Linked DNA regions of Mus musculus: regions 2, 3 and 4 are each linked to region 1. Evidence: chromatin contacts called from public HiChIP or PLAC-seq and promoter capture Hi-C data. All regions are on one chromosome and are shown on one strand. The core of a region is the stretch at or near the end of the contact, and the rest is flanking DNA. Distances in the headings are between cores, read along the strand shown. Region 1 holds the start of Rabif (RAB interacting factor). Region 2 holds the start of Timm17a (translocase of inner mitochondrial membrane 17a). Region 3 holds the start of Shisa4 (shisa family member 4). Region 4 holds the start of Zc3h11a (zinc finger CCCH type containing 11A).

What was found. Promoter capture Hi-C pulls out the DNA fragments that hold promoters and counts their contacts. HiChIP or PLAC-seq counts read pairs in DNA pulled down with a chosen protein or histone mark.
Region 2: an H3K4me3 HiChIP or PLAC-seq map of bone marrow-derived macrophages shows a contact between it and region 1, with 4 times the contacts expected there. The contact joins the promoter of Timm17a here to the promoter of Rabif in region 1. A contact is called at or near these places in 1 of 39 promoter capture datasets (liver) and 3 of 115 datasets of contacts at active chromatin or transcription factors (bone marrow-derived macrophages, large pre-B cells and memory CD8 T cells).
Region 3: an HNF4G HiChIP or PLAC-seq map of pancreatic cancer cells shows a contact between it and region 1. The contact joins the promoter of Shisa4 here to the promoter of Rabif in region 1. A contact is called at or near these places in 1 of 39 promoter capture datasets (pre-B cells) and 2 of 115 datasets of contacts at active chromatin or transcription factors (embryonic forebrain and pancreatic cancer cells).
Region 4: a contact with region 1 is called in a promoter capture Hi-C map of pre-B cells, with 2.8 times the contacts expected there. The contact joins the promoter of Zc3h11a here to the promoter of Rabif in region 1. A contact is called at or near these places in 3 of 39 promoter capture datasets (the C10 cell line, hippocampal neurons and pre-B cells) and 2 of 115 datasets of contacts at active chromatin or transcription factors (embryonic stem cells and memory CD8 T cells).

The regions. Positions count from the first base shown.
Region 1 is chr1:134,492,406-134,497,882 of GRCm38.p6, forward strand. Rabif (RAB interacting factor) reads left to right here and starts at 2,234. Exons shown (of 2, transcript NM_145510.2): 1 at 2,234-2,404. The coding sequence starts at 2,279.
Region 2 is chr1:135,309,896-135,315,261 of GRCm38.p6, forward strand. It overlaps Timm17a (translocase of inner mitochondrial membrane 17a), which reads right to left and starts at 3,842. Exons shown (of 6, transcript NM_011590.2): 1 at 3,799-3,842. The coding sequence starts at 3,824.
Region 3 is chr1:135,373,084-135,378,143 of GRCm38.p6, forward strand. Shisa4 (shisa family member 4) reads right to left here and starts at 1,980. Exons shown (of 5, transcript NM_175259.4): 1 at 1,806-1,980; 2 at 1,295-1,466; 3 at 69-202. The coding sequence starts at 1,878.
Region 4 is chr1:133,659,788-133,664,755 of GRCm38.p6, forward strand. It overlaps Zc3h11a (zinc finger CCCH type containing 11A), which reads right to left and starts at 1,612. Exons shown (of 18, transcript NM_001276767.1): 1 at 1,450-1,612. Zbed6 (zinc finger, BED type containing 6) reads right to left here and starts at 1,098. Exons shown (of 1, transcript NM_001166552.1): 1 at 1-1,098.

The DNA of each region.
Region 1 (5,477 bases), core at 984-3,483:
GGCTCCTTTATTCGTTAGGTGATGGTTCACAAGAAGTCACCTGAGTACATGACTCATTCCTCATTTGCATCGAGCAAGTGCTTCCCGGAAGAGTGGAATTAGCATCAAAATACAAGCAACAGCATGAATGTGTATGTCTATGTAACCTGTACACCCAGTTGTAGGGCCTATGGAGGCCTTTGGAAGGGCAGTGTCTGCTCTTAACTACTGAGCTGTCCTTAAGCATCCCCTTTGTGTGGTAGAGGCAGAGGATAGCCTCAAGTATTGTTCCTCAGATACTATCCACCTCGTTTTTTCCTTGTTTTAATTTAGTATGAGGGTAGCTGTGTGTGTGTAGTCAGGACAATTCAGTAGAGTCAACTCTCAGACTTTTATGCAGGTTCCAGGGATCTGACTGCAGTTGCCAGGCTTGCGTATGCCATTGAGTCCCCAAAATTTCTAAATTTTGTCTCTGCCCATCACTAGGATTACACGCTAGTGCCACCATGACTGAATTGTTCTCATGCTTGTAAAGCAAGCTGTTCACAGAACTCAAGATCAATCAGTTTCCTAGCCCTGGGAAACTTTATTTGTATGATCATCATCTGAGTTCTACACAGTTCTGTCATAGTTAAATCCATTCCCTTATGACGTAAAGTAACTGATGTCCTAACCTTTACACTTTTCCACCACTGTCTACTTTATCAGCAGCTCTTTCTGAAATTCAGATGTGGTTACCACAGTGCTTAATATAGAGCCAATTATTGGCAAATATTGATGTGTTTCTGTCCCCAAGCTCCATAGATTTCCATATCTTGTACTGTAAAGTTCAGTTTCCTTAACATGCATCAGATCCGTGGTGTTGAGGGGGCATATTCTACCATTCCGATCTCATTAGTACAGTCTCTCTCTACGCAGAAATATGCTTTAGTCGCTGGTTTACAAACCATTCTTAAGTTTGATCCCTTTTTTTGTTTGTTTGGTTTTTGTTTTTGTTTTTTTCAAGACAGGGTTTCTCTGTGTAGCCCTGGCTGTCCTGGAACTAACTCTGTAGACCAGGCTGGCCTCGAACTCAGAAATTTGCCTGCCTCTGCCTCCCAAGTGCTGGGATTAAAGGCTGTGCCACCATTGCCCAGCTTTAAATTTGATCCTTTTCTAGTGTACCCTGTGTCTAAAATCTTTCATTCCTGACAACCAAATGGTTAATTAAAATGATACCTACGGGGCCTGGAGAGATGAGTCATGGTTGAGTGCCAGCTGATGACTGTTCTTTCAGAGGATCTGGGCTGGGTTCCTGGCACCCATGTGGAAGGTTACAACAGTCAGTAACTCCAGTTCCAGACATCTTGTGCCCTCTTCTGGTCTCCACAGGCGCAAACACAATGCACTTACATGTAAGCCAAACACTTATAAAAAATATCTTTAAATAAATAAGTGGGTGTGCAGTGGTTGTGCATGCCTTTAATCCCAGCTAAGGTGGCCAGATCTGTCTGAGAACAACCAGGGCTACACAGAGCAACCCTGCCTTGAAAAACAAATACAGAGATAAAAGACCCAACATCCTAGACAGCTGTTTCCTAATCCATTTCTGAAATTGTTCTATTATATTTGAGTCTATGACCTTCTCAGGTTACTATTCTCACATACACAATGTCCATCATCATGTAATGTGGGACTAACAGGGGAGCAAGACTGCATTCTAGAACAGTAAGGTGGCTTAATTCCCTCGTTCTGATGTCCTATACACATTGCAAACCTTAGCCTTCTTCCTGTATTATGCCCGAGGGCATACCCTCTAAGGAAATGACGTTTTCAAAATTACTATAAGCAACGCTTTGCTACCTAATAAATGGCCACTATTAGTCTAGGCTTAATATTATCACACTTTTCGCAACACTAAATGTACTAAGCATTATACATACTTCTTACATAGAAAGCAATTGTTTTGTATCTAAATCTTGCTGAGGTGTGACCTGACCCGAATTATCGCCATCTACTCATGAGGCAAGGGAAATATCCCAAGAGTTAGTGGTAAGGCTAGCCATAGTGATTTGCTTAGGCCAATATTAAGGGCGCCTGGGAGACCAGGTATAGTGAAAAAGGATTGTCACAAGTAACTCCTGACACTTCCGTCCGGCAATAGAGAAAGGCGCCTGCGCAATAGAGTTCAGACGCCTGCGCAGAGGTACAGCGAGAGGCACGGGCGGGGCGCCCCCAGGGACCTGCGCCAGCGTAGTTCCGGGTGAGCCAGCTCAGATCGCGCGTGCGCCGTTGTGGCTGATGGTGTGGCGGCACGGCGATGGAACCCTGCGAGCTGCAGAACGAGCTCGTGTCAGCCGAGGGCCGGAACCGGAAGGCGGTGCTGTGCCAGCGTTGTGGCTCTCGGGTGCTGCAGCCAGGGACTGCTCTTTTCTCTCGCCGGCAGGTAGGAAAGTGCTTGATGCTGCTTAGAGTCGCGCTGTCCTGAGCGACCCAGCGGCTCCGGGTTGCTCCTGGTTCCCAGGTTTCCGGAGACCGCGCCCTTCCTTGCGCGTCTTTGCCCCTCCCCGCGTCGTGAGGCCCCGCCCACTGGCTTGGTTGGGGACTGGGACCCTCGTGTCGAGGCACAGTTGCCTGGTCCCCTAAACTGTTCTCTCTCGCAGAGTACTCCCTCAGAGGGTGTGCCTGTCCTAGGCGGCCCACCCGCCCCCAGGCTTTGGGTATCCTGCGCGAGCTAAGGGACGAACCCTAGCCCCCTGTTTCCTGGAGCTCTGGCTAACCTGCTGTACCCCGCAGGTGTATCTCCAGCCACCACTCGGTGTCGCCCCAGGGCACCTAAGAATCACTGGATTTCCTTCCCACCATAGCTTTTATCCATCTTTCAGTCCCTACTTGTCTCATTTGCTTCTCCCCAGAGGAGCTCCAGGATCAAGTTTGGTGGAGAGAATTCACACCGAGTGACTGCTAGTACCCAACTTTTCTAAGTCCCCCGAGATACAATTCCCAGGACGAGGCATTTCGAATAGATTTCGAAGGTTAACCATTCTTTTCTTGCAGTTAGGACTTTTTCATGTAGGATTTTGTGTGTGTGTGTGTGTGTGTGTGTGTGTGAAAGGTTTATAAAGTTAAATTTTAATTAAAGTGAAAGAGAAAGCACACTCCTGATGATAAGAGGTAATCTGGAATCTGAATCCTAAGGGTCCCCCACCCCCGTGTGTGTGTGTGTGTGTGTGTGTGTGTGTGTGTGTGTGTGTGTGTGTGTATGTGTGTTTAAGTTGTTTGTTTGTTTGACAGGGTCTCCCTATGTAGCCTTGGCTGGCTTGGAACTTGCTCTGTAGACCCAGCTGGCCTCTAACTTAAGAGGTCCACCTGGACTCCCCACTGCTAGGGATTAAAGGTATGAGCCGCGTATGGTAGGGTTTTAAAATAAGTGTCTTAAACCACCATCACCCCAATGAGAAAACTGAAAGAAAAAAAAAGTTTCTGAGCCCTTTTTTTTAAGTGTAACATGCGATCCTATTGGATAGTACAAACTAAATTGCTTTCAGACCCTCATTATAAATGGTTTGTAAGAAGCCACTGTTCTTTCAAGTGGTGGAGAGTCACATACAGCAGTGTCTGCTGCAAGAGCGTGTTCTGATGGCCTTGTCTGTGGAGTGGGTGGAAGTCCGTTTTAATAAGAACTACTCGGACAGGTAGTAGAGTTCTCCACTTATTTTGTAAAGTTAGTGGCCTTGCGGAGGGATGGAGCTGAGCCAGGGAACTGGATCCTGACCTGCGCACTTATTAACACCGGAAGAGCTGTTGAACCTCCATGACCTTGCGCTTGCTCCTTCTGACCAAGTTGATGAATAGGGAGATTTGGCACTGTGAGCACAGTGCCTCCTATATGGGACAGTTCTTGTTCTCGAATGGCAGCTTGCCTGCTTGTGTAAATTGACAGAAACTTAAATGTTCCCGAATGGCATGTGGTGGCCTGCGCCTATCTTAGCACTTAGGGCTGGCTACCCAGTGAGATCAAAGCTAAAAGGGGTACATAATGAGACCCTGTCTGTGAACTGAGTAACTCTTTTTTAAAAAGTCAAGACATTTCTTAAAAGAAATTTTGTAGTAGTCAGGTGTGATGGTGCACACCTTTAATCCCAGCACTCTGTGGGGTAGGCGAGCTCAGTGAGTTAGAGGCCATCCTGGTCGACATAGTAAGTTCCAGGTCAGCCAAGACTATTACACAGAGACAAACTTATCTCAAAAGACCAAAAAGAAGAAAGAAAGAAAAAAAAAGATAGTTTATAGTTACAGTTTTTGTGTCATGTGTTTTAAATAGATGTTTCATAGGAGGGAACCTGTAAGCAAATTAAACTGTATATTACAAATCATATTTTGTTTCTCAACAGAGTACCTTTACAGAGAACAAACCATTTGGAACACACATTTTTAAAACTGAATCCCTATGAAGTGTCAACATGGCTCTTTAGTCGTTCCCTGGACTGTTGAGAAATTACTGTGAGGCCAGTCTAGGCAAGCTGACACTCCGCCCTCTTAGGGATGACCTTCCAGGAGGCAGGAGGAAAGTGTCTGAGCAGTCTGGTTCTCTCTGTAGGCTGACCTCAATATAGGAAAAAATTAAAAACAAAGAGAAGATGCGAAGATGCCCTTCCAGGCCTAGAGAGTTGGCTCACTGGTTAAGAGTTCTTGAAGCACATGTCAGGTGTCTCACAGTTCTTTGTTGCTCCAGTTAGTTGGATCTAGGGGATCCAGCATCTTTTTCCACCCTCTGCAGGCACCAGACATGGGTATGATACACACATGCAGGCAAAGCGCTCATAAAGTAAAAATAAATAAATCTTTAAGATTATAAAAGCAGTTCTTGCCAGGCGGTGGAGGTGCACGCCTTTGATCCCAGCAGTTGGGAGGCAGAGGCAGGCGGATTTCTGAGTTTGAGGCCGGCCTGGTCTACAGAGTGAGTTCCAGGACAGCCAGGGCTACACAGAGAAACCCTGTCTCAAAAAAAACCAAACTTTAAAAAAAAAAAAAAAAAAAGCAGTCCTTTCACCATTTAAGAGAACCTGGAGAGAGACAGGGCATGAAGAGGTCTCCTTAGAGGTGGCCCATAGCATTTTCACCTGTAAGGTAGTCTAGTGTAGTCTGCATGGCAAAGCTCTGAAAACCATCCCAGCATCGACATGATGCAGGACCTGGTGATAACTCTGCCGTGCATTTCATAGTCTAAGGCAGTATGTTTTCCACCTGGGAGTAAGTTTTTCCCCAAAGGGAAAAGTCTAGAGACAAACACAGATATTTTCCATGGTAAGAATTGGGAAGGGGTATTACTGACTTCAGTAGGCTGCTGTCTTGTGTCATGTGAGGCTACCCCTCAGAGCTAAGAATTCTTTGGCCCAATTTTTCAGAAAGTCAAAGTTCCAGAAACCCTAGACCCTACATTGCAAATATCTGGCACCTCTGCTACCTCAGTTGACCTCTTGGTACCTTTTGCTACTTACACCACTAGACTCTGAGGG
Region 2 (5,366 bases), core at 2,592-5,091, 820 kb after region 1:
GACCTTAGTTCTTATTCATAAACCACAACTTTTTTTTTTGTTTAATATATAAAAGGATGCAACAGGTTCCAATGTGGAGCCCACTGTGACCAATAAACTTAGCTTGTAAAACAGGGGTAAGGGTACTGCACTCATCCACAGCCATTCAAGCCTCCAAAGCCAGAGGCTTTAACAGTTGTGTCCTTCTTTAAAAGAATGGCAGCATGGTGTGGGCCATGTCTTGCCACCACCTGCCTCCTATTGCTGCCTCATCCCCCTGTGTGTTGGCACTACAGTCCACACCGCCACACCCAGCACTTCAGTCACTCACAGTAACCTATCTTAAGTCTGTTCCAAGATGAGCACTATAAAAAGCAAATAAACAGAAATAAAGCAGAAGGAACTGTAATCAACAATATTGATTCAGCTTCTAGAAATCAGTGGATGATCTTTTAAAAGTCTAATGTCAGCCAGACGTGGTGGTGCACGCCTTTAATCCCAGCACTTGGGAGGAAGAGGCAGGTGGATTTCTGAGTTCAAGGCCAGCCTGGTCTACAAAGTGAGTTCCAGGACAGCCAGGGCTACACAGAGAAACCCTGTCTCGAGAAGAAAAAAAAGGAAGTTCAAAATAGCATTTTAAGCTTAAGTTTTGCATTAGATCCATTTAACACACTTGAATAAGCCGGGTGTGGTGGTGCACGCCTTTAATCCCAGCACTTGGGAGGCAAAGGCAGGCGGATTTCTGAGTTCGAGGCCAGCCTGGTGTACAGAGTGAGTTCCAGGACAGCCAGGGCTACACAGAGAAACCCTGTCTCAAAAAACCAAAAAAAAAAAAAAAAAAAAAAAAAAAAAAAACAAAAACAAAAAACAAAAAACAAAAAAACCACACTTGAATATTTGACAATTAGAAGTTAAACTTGTAAACCCACCATCCAAATGCAGCCCCCTAAAATAGACAATACTGAAACCTGAGTAATCCATGCGAGTAAAACCACTCACTCCTCTAGGATCCGGCTAATAAGACTCCAGGACCTGACACACAGCATCTCCAGCCTTGTTAAGTCAACTGTGTTTCTGTAAGGATTTATGTAAGCTTCTCTTTTGTTATCACACAAAGCCTACACACACACACACACACACACACACACACACGATCACCCCACGCCCTACCCCCACAGTACAGGGTAAATTCTGTTTCAAGCAACTCTCAGCAGAGTTGTAATTCTCTACCACCATCTCCTTCCAAATAAGAAGCTGGGAGTCTAGTGCACTGCTGGCACACATCATCCACCATGTTTCTAACCTAAAGGAATTCTGTGAAACAAACATTAAAACTGTTGTTTCTATAGTGTTCTTGTGTATAGATGCTGTCGTCTATCAATGGGGTGGAGGAAGTGAGGGAGGCTTCACCGCTCTGGAGTACAAGCGTCCACTGGCACAGCATGTGACACAAAACAGAAGACCCTAGCAAATGAGTGGGAATGGGCCCGAAACAGGGCACTGGCTGCTTCCTGTCTTCACAGACGTCCCCCCAGGCTCTGTCAGCCTGGCACCGCCCCAGTGACAATGGAATGGTTGGCTACTCCAGAGCTCCTGTCAACTCTCCATCAGTCCAAAGGCTGTATAAAAACCCTGGCTGCTGTGCAATACAGTAGCTCTGCACCTCAATGCTGGCCTTTGGAATCTGTTTGGCCAGGTTAGTGACTCCGCCTCCTCACCCACTCCTTGATCCTGGTTCCCACACACATGCTGCCTGGGCAAGCACAGAGAGGTTTACTTGGGCTTATAAACAATTTTACAACGAAGTCTAAAGTTAGCAACAACAACAAGAAGTCGTTTGTAAGTAGTATGTCCATTAGAAGTAGAAGAAATTTCTCAGTGTGTCACACAGTCTCAAGAGATATGTACTTGGGAGAAAGAGACAGAGACCAGCCTAGGCTACATGGTAAAACTCTATCTTAACCCCCAAACTATGGTCCCTCCCTATAAAAGACAAGCGCTATAGTAAGCCAGCACCTGGTCCATCACTATAACAGTAGTATATTTTATTTATTTATTTATTTTGGGTTTTTTTTTTTTTTTTTTTTTTGAGACAGGGTTTCTCTGTGTAGTCCTGTTGTCCTGGAACTCACTCTGTAGACCAGGCTGGCCTTGAACTCAGAAATCCGCCTGCCTCTGCCTCCCAAGTGCTGGGATTAAAGGCGTGCGCCACCACCGCCCGGCAACAGTATGCTTTTAAACTTGCCATTATTGCTCACTAGAATCTAAATAATGACTAATTTCCCTTTAGAATTCATAATCTTCTAACTTGATAAAAAGACTGGGACTATCTCCTCTGTATTTTACAAATGAACGAAGGCTCACACAGAAGTTAAGTAGCCTGCCCCAGATGGAATAAATAACTAGAACAGCCAACTTAAGCACAAAAGTTGGTACTCCAACCCCCCGCAAACTCTGTCCACTCTATTTATAGATCCTAAAGCACTCCGAGAAAGCAACAAAGAAGTATTATGACAATGATTAAACCATCTACTGTTTCAGACAGCGCTGGCCTCAGAACACACCAAGAAAAAAAAGGAATGTCCAGTAACTTATCAAACATCAAGACATGGCCTTGCTATGTATCCTGGGCTAGCCTAGAACCTAAGTGCTGAGATTACCAGCATGCACAGTGCACTCTGATGAAAATATGTCTGACACAAGGTCTAACCCCAGCTGCCCTAGAACTTGCTATGGAGCCCAGGCTGTCCTTAAACTTGCTGGCTCTCCTGCTTCTACCTCATGAGGCCTGTGCCACCTGACCTGGGGAAAACTCAAATGTATCAAAATTACCCCTCCTGCTAATCTGTGTCATTATACGGCATCTAGTACCAATTTATACAGTCCAGCTAAACCCTGCATATCCAACCCCAACACATGGAGATAACCTCCTCTGAGGACAGAAGGCTGAAGCATACTTTTGGGAGTGCCACCAAATAATAATTTAAAATCCTGGGCAGACACACTATTTGAGGATAATACCCTGACGCTCATTACAAACAAAAACCCAGAATACCAAGATCTATTAGCTTGTGACACCTGAGGCTTTATTCAAACAACTGTTGAGACTCGACAGCTATTACATTAATTTACTGCAAACAGCTATGCCTGATTTACTCTTGTTTACACCTTGAGCCAAGCATACAGCCCTTACTTAATAAACACTTAATGAATTTATGTCTATTCATGGCTTTTCAGAGAACACACGCAGCTCATCTCTTCCTATTTTCCACATACTGATATATCTTTTTTCTTCGGGAATTCCACATAGGAAAGGCCGCTTCAGCCTACAAGGAGCTCATCCAGCCCCCTTGGATGTTGGGTGAAATTTGTGGTCTACTCATTTGAAATGCTTCATCGTGGGGACACTTAGTCCTCATAGGCATAAGGCCTCGGGTATGGCACTCGGAGATCTACATTCCCTTCGTCGAGGCAGAAACTGAGCAGAGCGAGGCTTAGGGACGTGTTCAAGGTCGCCTCAGCAGGCAGAAGGGATCATTATTGTCCCCGCACAAAGTCGACAGCACCTGCCATAGGGAGGAGGTTCCAAAGCTCCACCAAGCCCAGCACCGGACCTCCTCCCAATGCACCACAAGGTCACAGGGGTGCTGGGGTCCTGGCACACTGCGCTAAAAAGCCACCTTTGTCACGCTCATCCACACTACCCACAGCTGCCCAGATCTCGGCGCCGAGCCGCGCGGAGCTCCGCTTGCACCTCAGACTCCGACCACGGCGGATGGAGGAGGTAATTAAGGGACAAGGGCGGCGGCGGCAACTCACCACGGCTCTCTCGCGTATTCCTCCATCTTGGCTCCAACCCGCGCGAGAGTCTACGGCACGCTGGGCGGAAATTGATCCCCGCGACGGAAGTGATCCCAGGCGGAGGCGTGCTACTGGACGGGGATTGGAGCATCTCTTCCTGCCGCAGCCAATGGCAATCGGACTCCTTGTAGACCCGGAGCGTGGAGGCTCCCCGGCCAGGGCGTGGAGGTTCGGGGGTTCGGAGTACTGAGTGACAGAGTTCAGATCAGCCCCGTGGCCTGGGATAAACATTGATTGCCCTTTTTTTCGAGACAGAGTTTCTCTGCCCTGGAACTCGCTTATGTAGCCCAGTCTGGCTTCAAACTCAGATCAGCCAGCCTGTGCCTCCCGAGTGCTGGATTAAAGGTGTGTGTCACCACTATCCAGCCGCTATTTTTTAAAAAGTGCTTTTGCTGTCAGGTATTTATTAATAGTGCTACTTAATTTGCCGTGAACAGTGAATCTTTAATAAATATATGTAGCTCTTTTAGAGCAGATCTATATAGTCATAATGTCTGGAATGTAATAGATAACTTTTAAAATAAAGATTATTTTTATTAATTGATGTATGTACGGGATCTGGTGGGTGCATGGAGGTCTAAGGAGAGTCTACAGAACTGGAATTGTCAGGGCTGACAGCGAGTACTTTACCCACTGAGCCAATTTAGCAGCCCGAAAATAAGTGTTCATCTTATAGAGACAATTGGACCATTTCAGGAGCCATGGCCAATTTGAGACCATTGATTTTGGGGGTCGTTGGTGCCAGATCCTCTTCCATGCCTCCCCACAAAGGATAACCCAGAAAGCATGAGATATGTTTAGCCCAGAGAAAAGAGACTGAAAATAGGGCTATAGTCATACTTAAGTTGGTAAGTCAGATCCCCAGCATCATACACACACACACACACACACACACACACACACACACACACACACACACGGTTATGGTGGCACATATTGAAGTTCAGTGTTATATCCTCAGTTGCATTTAGAGTTCAAAGCCATCCTGAGATACTCCAGACTTCCCTTGTTAAAGAAGAAAAAGCTAAAAGTATGAAGTTTCACCAGCCTTATCAGGAAAACACAGTCACTGCCAGCTATAAAGGGAGTTCTTGTTCCATTCCACCTTAAAACAACAACAACGCCGGGCGTGGTGGCGGACGCCTTTATTCCCAGCACTTGGGAGGCAGAGGCAGGCAAATTTCTGAGTTCGAGGCCAGCCTGGTCTACAGAGTGAGTTCCAGGACAGCCAAGGCTACACAGAGAAACCCTGTCTCAAAAAAAAAAACAACAACAACAACAAAACAAAGCTAGATATTTGAGGCTAGACAGATGGCATAGCAATCAAGAGCCTGACTGTTCTAGAGGACTGGGGTTCAATTCCCAGCACAAATGGCAACTCACAATTGTCTGTTACTCCAGTTTCAGGGGATCTAACACCCTCTGCTGGCCTCTGCAGACACCAGGCCCACTTATGATACACAGATAATTCAGACAAAATACTCATGTTTTAATTATTTTTTTAAATATAGGTACTTATTTAATAG
Region 3 (5,060 bases), core at 730-3,229, 880 kb after region 1:
CCTTTGGTGCCCATCACAGCAGTCAATCCAGCCCGTTTCAGACTCATCTTGCCTGACTCTGTGCGTACCTTCAAACGTGCTCTGGAGCTGCTGGCGCCTTCGGTATAGGTAACAACAGGAACAGAGGAAGCAGCAGATGGTGGTGGCAACCACAGCAACAAAGAGGATTACAGCAGAGGCGATGCCTGCTATGGTCTTGGGACTTTAGACAAAAAACAGGTCCTCTCACCTTCCAACATTCATAAGAGGAACTCCTCACGGAGCTGACTCCAACTCTTGGCCAGCAGGGAGCCACAGCATGCTATGTCTTGGGGTTCCCTGTGGGATTAATTCTGCCCACCTTGTTAAGTAGCTCTAAGAGACCTCTACTTCCCAGGAGGCCATGCTGTCTGGGTAGCTGGCATGAGGCATGCTGGGATTTGTAGTGTGCCCACCTACCACTGCTTTTATATTGGTTAGGTTTAAAGTATGTTGGCCTCAATGGAGCCTTTGAAATAATGAAGGGCCATTATCATCAAATCTTACAAGAGCTTGCAATCCCCTTATATCAGTTTTATGTGTTTGCAGCTCCCTTTAAAAAGTTTGAAACCACTAATTTGGGGGCTGGGAGTGTAGCTTAAAGTAGCATGTTGGCCTGTTTGAGGGCCTACCCTTAGCCCTGGGCTGGATGGGGGAAGGATTAGCAAAACTTTTAATTTTGGCAACTGTTTCTTTTCTTTTCTTTTCTTTTCTTTTCTTTTCTTTTCTTTTCTTTTCTTTTCTTTTCTTATTTGTTTGTTTATTTATTTATTTATTTATTTATTTGGTGGTGTTATCGTTTTTGAGATAGTCTCACTTTGTAGCCCAGGCTGGTCTGGAACTCTTTAGTGATGATCTTCCCGCCTCAGCCTTCTGAGTGCTGGGATTACAGGTGCGAGCCACCAGGCCGGGCTAGCAACTTCCATATTATTTTAAAAGGTAGCGGTACTCTATAGAGGGCAAGCGCCTTAGCTGGATCACAGTGCACCAGCCTGGAAACAAAACCCAAGTCTTCCTGCCCTCTCACCAGAGCGTCTACCAAGGCACTCTGCTGTTTGAATGTTAGTGTTAACTCAGCACACTCCCTCCCAGGACCTGTCAGGATCCAGAAAGCCCCTGGAAACAGCCCAGGCAAGCCCATGGTAACTAACACCAACCACCCAGCTCTGTCACCATTTGGAGTCCTGGTGACTCCTGCAGTTAAGAATGTGGAGGTGGGCACTGGAGCCAGCAGGAGGCCTCCGGAGAGGGGGTGGAGTGGGAGTCCGCAGCCCACCTGAAGGCCAGGCAGTGTTTCTGCTGTCTCTCGGTGATGAGTAAGGTCAGGTCCCTGCAGCAGTACCGCTGGTAGCAGGTCCCGCAGCAGAAGGTGAAGAACTCGCAGTCAAATCCCGGATGCCAGGAGCCATTCCGGTCCAGATACCACAAGCAGTCCTCACTCGCCAGCGCTGCGGGCAGGGGTGGAGGTGCCCAGTGGACACCAGTCCAATTCAGTTCTAGCCACCCTCAATCTCACTGCCTTGACAAGCTGAAAGCTCACTTTTGTTTCTACCCTAAGCTAGAAGTCCTAGAAGCCCCTTTCTCCCTGAAGCTGAACCCCGCGCCTGGGGGTCAGGTTCCCGCTGCCTGACCTCTCAGCGCCCTTTCTTTCCTGCTCCGGGAACAACCGCAAGCATCTGGGGGGCATGGACACCCGGAAGATAGCCTCTGAGGACATGGCTGGTCCCTTTCACCTCTCCCTGATCTCGCCCCACCCCACCCATCTCGTGTCGCTCTCCATCCCTTACCCAGAGGAGCCCCAAGCACCAGCAGGACGACGGCTGCGAGCGGCGCGGTCCCGCGGGGCCCCGCGGGCGGCATGGCGAGAGGGGGCTGGGCGCGGCCAGGACGGCCTGGAAAAGGGGCCGCAGGACAAAGCTGGACGAAGCCGGCCGGCGGGAGCTGCAGCACCGCCCAGCCCGCGGCCAGGCTCTGGCTCCTCTCCCGCCTTCTTGGGGCGGGACTAACGCCCCGCCTGCAGTAACCCTGCCAGGGCCCCGCCCAGGGGTCTGCCCACCAGCGACGCCCACCCAGCCTCAGCACCGGCCTGGTACCCCTCACCCCAAGACACAGCCCTGCTCTCTCTGTCCACAACAGTGTGGTGACTCCTTTAGTCTGAGCCCTTAAGGGCACAGCCAACAGCTGGTCACTGCGGTCAGGGAGGCCTGGCAGTACCCTGTGCCCGCCTCTCTCCTGAGACCAATCATTATCCCAGACCCCAGAAACACTGATCCTGGTGCCACCTCCTAATGAACAGCTCATGGGCCAACTCTGGAGGGGCAGGGCCGCACCTTCCCTTGTGTGGGACCTCCTCTGCTCTGGTGTCCAGTCTTGGACGTCCTGCAGGGGGAGGATGGGGCAGCGTCACCCTGCCCCCATTCCTAGAAACAGGCATCCATTGAGAGGAAGTTCAGAGAAGCTTTGTCCCCATCGGTGCCCACAGGGCCTGGGCCCTGGCAGCTGCACTGGCTCCTGAGATGGCCCCTTCTCCCTCTGAATGGACAGCTCCAACTATAGCCTCACTCCTCACCGGTAGGGGTGGCCGCCGCCACTTGAGACACAGCCAGTTAAACACTTTACAGTGGAAACTCTTTTTCTTCATGGAGCAAGCCTGCAAAAAATACTACATAAGCTATCAGGGTCAACAGTTAGTTACAGGTGGAAAGTCTCAAAGAAGAAAGTCAATGTACCTTTACCAACTCGTGTGGAGTTGATGCAGGACTCAGCGTCAGAGCCTGGGGCTCCAACGAGCCAGGTTTAGACAATTACCCTCAATAGACAATTAAAATAACCAAATTAATAGTGAAATGTATTCAATATGGCCACACTGGAAAGAGGGTCATGGAGATCTAGTGATTCCTTTCCATGCCCTAGTCCTGTGGGTCTCAGCCTTCCTACTGTGGCAACCCTTTGACACAGTTCCTCAAACTGTGGTGACTCCCAACCATAATATTATTTTCATTGCTACTTCATAATTGTAATTTTGCTACTGTTATGAATGTAATGTAAATATCTGTTTTCTGATGGTCTTGGGCAACCCTTGTGTGAAAGGGTGCTTCTAACCCCAAGAGGGGTCTCGGCACAAAGATCCTAGTCCATCTCAAGTAAGGGCAAAGCTTAAATAGAGAGTAAGATATTTGACTAAGTGGTCCAGGCAAGATGTGATTCCCCTGCCCATTACTGCCTTGGCTCCTAGTTGCTCCTGCAAGGTTACTGACAAACTGTAAAGTCTTTCACCAGGAGATATGTGCCTTTTCTGTATGCCCCTGGGCCTTCACCAATTCCTCACCCAGCGGAAAGTTCCTGGGGTCCATTTCTTGGAGTCCATTCTTTCAATACTCTGACAGCTAAAGAGGAAGCAAAAGTCCCTAAGCATTCGTTCACTGCTGCCAGACAGACAGGTAGTTACAGAATGTGGAGTAGTCATGCTCCACCTGCATGCAGTTCCCTGACCAGGACTACCGATCAGCTGAGGCAGAGTAATGGCTACCTTAGTCTCCTGCCATGGACACTTAAGAAAATATTTTTTATGTGTCTGAGTATTTGCCTGCATGTGTGCATGTGTACTACACGCATGCCTGGTGCCCTTGAGGGTGTCTGATGCTCTGGAGCTAAACTTATGGGTAGTTGTGAACCATCCCATGGGCACTGGGAACCAAACCTGGGTCTTCCTTCAGCAAGGGCACCAAGTGCTCTGAACTGCCGAGTCGTCTTTGAAGCCCACGCCATAAGGCCCTCTAATATTTGGGCATCTACCTCATCGGACTCTTTGCACAACTCCCCTAGCTAAGCCACACTGGTAAATATTTCTATCATTACCATCACAGACTATAACTCAAATGTTAAAGGTTTAAGGTAGAGTAGCAAATGGTGAAGCAAACAGTAGGGCCCATTATCTCTACACAGGCGGATCTTGACTTTCAGCTAAAGGGTACACGGACCGAAAATGCTTCCTGGTGTTCAGGGTGAGGGAACCAGAGGTCATGGGCAGCAAAGCAGAATGCCAGTGAGTTAGGGAAAGGAAATCACGGAAGGATAGCCCTAAAATTATTCTTGTAGGTGGTGGCACATCCTTCCAGAGAGAGAGAACAAGAGAAGCATGCTCCGGCCACCAGAAGAGGCTGGCAGGAGTGTGTTGGACAGTCATAAATACCACTGCCAAGGACATGTCTTGACTCAGTACCACCTATGTCTGCCCACCCATTGCTGTCCTTCTTCCTCTATCATGAGCTCCATGAAAGCAAGGCTACTGTCACCAAGCTGCGGAAGTAGGTGCCCAGCAAAGGACTGTCCCTCCTGTCCCAAGTTGACTCTGCTCTCTTCTACGTGAGTGCTTTAGATCCACCTTGCCTGTCTCTGTATTATTCGGTATCTTGTTTGTTTCTTTTTAAAGATTTATTTATGTATTTTATGCATATGAGTACACTGTAGCTGTCTTCAGACACAACAGAAGAGTGCATCAGATGTCATTACAGATGTTTGTGAGCCACCATGTGGTTGCTGGGAATTGAACTCAGGACCTCTGGAACAGCAGTCAGTGCTCTTAACCTCTGAGCCATCTCTCCAGCACTGGTATCTTGTTTATAAAAAACAAAACACTTTATTACTTTTATTTGTGTGACATTAGGTAAGAGGATAAATTGTAAGAATTCATTTTCTCCTCCCAACATGTAGGTTCGAGGGATCTTAACTCAGGTCTTTAGGCTTGGCAATGATTGCATTTTTCAGCTGACCCATCTCACTGGCCCACTCCCCTGACCCCTCCCCCCTTTAAAACAAAACGAAACAAAAACAGATTCTCATGTATAGCCCTGGCTGGCCTGGAGCTTGAAGGCTGGCCTCTAACTCATAGAGATCCAGCTGCCTCTGCCTCCCAAGTGCTGGGATTGAGGGCGTGAACTACCATACCCAGTTACGTCAGTGGCTTTGTGTTTGGAAAATTCTAGGATAGGGGATTAGGATTCAGAGCGAGGGTGCCCACGCAGGTTGGGATTCTCATGTAC
Region 4 (4,968 bases), core at 362-2,861, 830 kb before region 1:
CAAACTCTGTCTTGCAGGGCTTTAGGAGTTCTTGTAACTTTCAAATTCAAATCGTCCAGTGTCCTTATGTTATAGAAAAGAGAACCGAGGCCCATTTTCCCACCGTCATGGGATCTGGAGCAGCTAAAGGTTAAGTCTTCCAAATTGCAGGTTCACGTTCTTGCTGCCGAATCAAGAACTTCATCTGCTGGAAATGCCTTCAGTTCTTAAAATATGTACTTTTAGTGAATCCACACGACAACAACACTGGCTTTCCCTTAACTTCGGGAATATTTTCAGGAAATTTCACTTAAGCTTAGTGCACCACTCAACAGTCATCATTTAAGACTGACTTGCCAATACAACCTAAAAAGTCAATTCCGGCCAGCTAAATCAGATTCCACATACTAGGCATTAGCAGTAAGCGCTAGCTGTGCCCTTTCTGTTCTGATATTTTGAAAACTATAGGTGGCTGAAGAAAAATTAACTGGAAATAAAATTTCAAAACAAGGTAACAAGCTATATTCTTCATTTACGGTTTCTATCAAGAGTTCATATTTTTAGACTGAAGCAACATTACATACAACCTGTAAATAACTCATAAATTGACATTCTATGAGCAGCCAAACTAAAATAAGCTTTAAACCACTTCCATTCCTTTTCCGTGGGCCCCCTCCCCTCCCCTCAATACCAACACGTTTACCCTACGAAAGCATGGCTACCACTAGCTGCACAGCCGCCTTCTCTGGGTTCAGAACCAAAGCCTGGTAGATGTCAACAAAACGAGCCTTCCCCATGGGGATCCGCACCGATTATGGGCGTCTAAGGGGTGTTCTTCGTACGATCTCACCAATCCTACAAGAACGAAGAGTCCCTGTAGCTCTTGACTTCGAGGATGAAGGCTTGGGCGGGAGAGTAATCAGGGTAGGGAATGGGAATAGGATACCAGAATTCGACTCTGTATGTGGAATATTAGAAAACCTCCAAAGTAGTGGGACCCTAGAGAGGAAGGCGAGGAGGTAAAGTCGGGTCCAGGCACTTGATCTGATCTCGGGAGGGAGGGCCAGCTAACTAAAGAAACTGATTCCCGGAAGAGAGCAACCTAGTGTCAGTTCCCCCTCCGGGGGTCCGAAACAGTCGCTTTTCCGGGGCTACCCGGGAATCCCGGTTCGGGAACACCGGATGTGGGGGGAGGGGGAAGAGGTTGGTAAGTAAGGGAGCAGGCGCCGTGGGGGTGGGGCGGAGCGGGTGGGGGCAGGGAGGGTGGGAAAGTGAGCTGAAGTCTGCCTAGGAGCCCAGCAGGCCGGGGCCGCCGGCGGGAGTCCGGGTAGCTGCCGTGCTGATGGGCCCGGTTCAGACTTCCCGGGCTAGGCCGAAAGTCGGGCGAGGGGAGGCCGCTGCCACTCCCCTCGCCCTCTTCTCCCTCCCAGGCCCCAAGTCACCCGGGAATCAAAAAATGGGTCTAGTTACCAGAGAACAGAAACTTTACCGAACCGATGACAATGTCTCCGACTCCCGCGTGCTGCCACGTCTTTCTCTTTTCTTAGCTGCGGTCGCCCGCCGTCCTCACAGCAGCCGAACAAGCAGAAACCCAGGACTGCCAGCGTCAAAGATGGCGCCCGGCTACAGGCTCGCCTTTAAGGCTGGGCCAGTGAAAGTGCCAGCACGACGCAAAGCGCAGGCATTCTGGGAGTTGTAGTTTCCTCTATGAGGCCAGCCTTAAAATGGCTTCTTGGGTCATAGGGTCACGTGTCACGGAGGCACGGGGACCGGAATTTCTTTCTGTGGACCCGGATGCCTATCAGAAAATTATTCTTCACGAAAGTTTTGTTTTGTTGTAAAATCAAGGAGAGAAGCAAGAAACCTGTCTACCAGATACCAAACATTCAATTTATGTTAACCAGAGTGTGTATAATGAGCCTTCCAAACCTGATAGACATTTAATTAAAAATTAGCTCCGAACTAACTGACCTGTTGTGGCAGCACTTAAGAAGCAGAGGCAAGCAAGTCTCTGTGAGTTTGAGAACACCCAGATCTATATAGTGAGTTCCAAAACAGCCAGGACTATTTAGAGAGTCCTGTATCACAAAACAAAACAAAAACAAAAACAAAAACAAAAACAAAAACTACTTTTCTCTTGCAAAGTTGAAGGACTTCCATAGCAGAAGTTCTGCTCTGGATGCTTTCCTTTACTTAATCACATTTATCTGTTTGTTTGTTTTGGCTTTTGAGACAGATATACTATGAACTCCTAACCTGGAACTTGCTCTGTAGACCAGGCTAGCCTCCAATCTTTAGCAATTCTTCCTCTCCTTGAGTGCTAGTGCCACAGGCATCTGCTACCATGCCTGGCTAGTTTTGTCTGTCTTTCTTTCTTTCTTTCTTTCTTCCTTTCTTTCTTTCTTTCTTTCTTTCTTTCTTTCTTTCTTTCTCTCCTTCCTTCCTTCTTTCTTTCTCTCCTTCCTTCTTTCTTTCTTTTTTTCTTTCTTTCTTTTTTAAGGTTTATTTATTTTATATGAGTACACTGAAGCTGTCTTCAGACACACCAGAAGAGGGCATCAGATCCTATTACAGATGGTTGTGAGCCACCATGTGGTTGCTGGGAATTGAACTCAGGACCTCTGGAAGAGCAGTCAGTGCTCTTAACCACTGAGCCTTCTCTCCAGCCCATTTGTTTGTTTTCTTAAAACAACGTGTGTTAGAAAAATAATCCATGTTTGATAAGAAAGTTACAAGATCGTGCAGTATGTAAAGCACTTTCCATGTATGCCTCAATTCCATCCCCAAAACCCATAAAGTTGTCCTCTGACATTTAAAAGTATACTGTGACAGGAACACCCATCAGACAACAATCTTTTTTTTGTTTTGTTTTTGTTTTTGTTTTCTTCAAGACAGGGTTTCTCTGTGTGGCCCTGGCTGTCCTGGAAGTCACTTTGTAGACCAGGTTGGCCTTGAATTCAGAAATCTGCCTGCCTCTGCCTCCTGAATGCTGGGATTAAAGGCGTGTGCCATCACTGCCCGGCGACAACAATCACTTTTAAAAAATGAAAATAAAATTGTAAGTTCAATCGCCAAGTTGGGGGTGTCAGGAAGTTATGAAGAGCAGTGGGGAAGGAGGAATTTACGAAGGTTGAGAGACAAGAAGGAAAAAAATATGAGCAACTACCTCTCATTATTCACGTTATTTTGTACTTTTTCTTTAATATGAAGACAGACAGAAACACACACACACACACACACACACACACACACACACACGCTCGCGCACATAGTTTTTGGGAAAGAAATGGCCTCTGGGCCTGGTATAGTAGTATACACCCCTGATTCCAGCTCTTATGCCACAATAACATAAGATCACCACAGGCTAATCAAGACTATGTAATAAAATCCACAACAAAACATTCGAGGCGTGGTGGCGAGCACCATTAGTCCCAGCACTGAGAAGGCAGAGGCAGGTGGATCTCTGAGTTCAAGGCCTGCCTGGTTACAGAGAGAGTTCCAGGACAGCCAGGGCTACACAAAGAAACCTTATCTGGAAAAACAAAACAAAAATGACATCTGACCTTGCAACTTTAAGTCATAATGACAAACCTATGCAGGGGTAGCCAGGGTGCTCTAAAAACCTTTGCTTTGTTTATTGTTTTTGCTATTACTGGGATTGGGGGGGGGGGAGGGCTTGCTTTTGTTGTATGTCGAGACAGTCTCACTCTATAGCTCAGGCTGGCTGTGAACCTCTTGTTCTGCCCCAGTTTCCCAGCTGCAGTCCTTCCAGGCCTGTGCAGCTGGCCCTCAGCTATATTTAGATAACTGTACTAGCTAGGCATTGGAGAATTCCAAAATAGGGTATGTTCCTTGTCCATATGGCAGTTTGGAGTTCTCCTGAAGATGTGGTAAGTATCTCTCAGGCAGTGAACACCAAGCATCAAGCCGTGGTTTACACGGAAGTGACACACTCAATTCTTATATGATCCAGATAGATGTGTGTGTGAGTGTGGGAAGACTATAACACCAGCATGCTTCAGTGAAAGGGACAGCTGTTATTCTTCGCTCCAGCCCATTTGTACCTAAAAGGGATGGAATGCAGGCCGAGTATTGGCATGTCTTCTGAAGTTTTTAACATGAGCAGGACAGAAAGAAAGAGAGTGGGGGGTGGGGAACGTTCACCAGAGATTTAGATTACTGGGGGTGCAGGGTGTACAAGTGTGGACCTGTGGAAGTTAGAGGACAATTTCAGGCATTATCCCTTAGATGCCATGGTCCCCTCTCACCATCTTTCACCATCCTGGAACTGCAGGCAGGCTAACAAGCCCCAGGACCCCACCTGCCGCAGTCTCACCAGTGCTGGGATTGTAACCCCACTGTGGGACTGTGAAAGGTAGCTTGGTCCCCCTGTTGAACTAAGGCTTGAAACCCTGGAGAACCTGGAGGGGTCATGTCCTCTACGTGTGGAGGGATTGGGGTATTGTGCTTCAGTGACTGATGGTCACAAATCTATAGGGGGCTGCTGTTAGTGACAGGGGCTTGGTGCCTGGGATCAGGTGAAACTTCTACTGTCCCTTCAGGGTCTCTGGAGTTGCAAGCCTTAGCTCAACTGGGGACCAAGCTACTTTTCACAGTGCCACACCCCAGGGCATGCCTGAGCTTGCCCATGAGTTTTAAGAATCAAACTCAGGGCCTTGAGGTCCTGGAGTTAGCGGTTACTCAAGAAGCTATCTCTTCAGCCCAGAATTCAGGCCTTTTTGGTGAAAAACTTCTACATTTGGAAGCTCCTTCAAAAAATTTACTTTCTGGGCTGATGTGCAATCTCTACCTTCCATTTTGTGTGGAGGAGTGAAAGAAAAACCCAAGCAGCAAAGAAAGTCAACAGTGGAAAGTCCATGCAATCGATCGTAATTGAACCAAACAAGCCACATTCCAGCTCCAGCAAGCAGCAGATCGAGGCGGCTTTTGACAGGTGGGTCTGGCTTTAGAGTCAGGGGTTGTAGAATC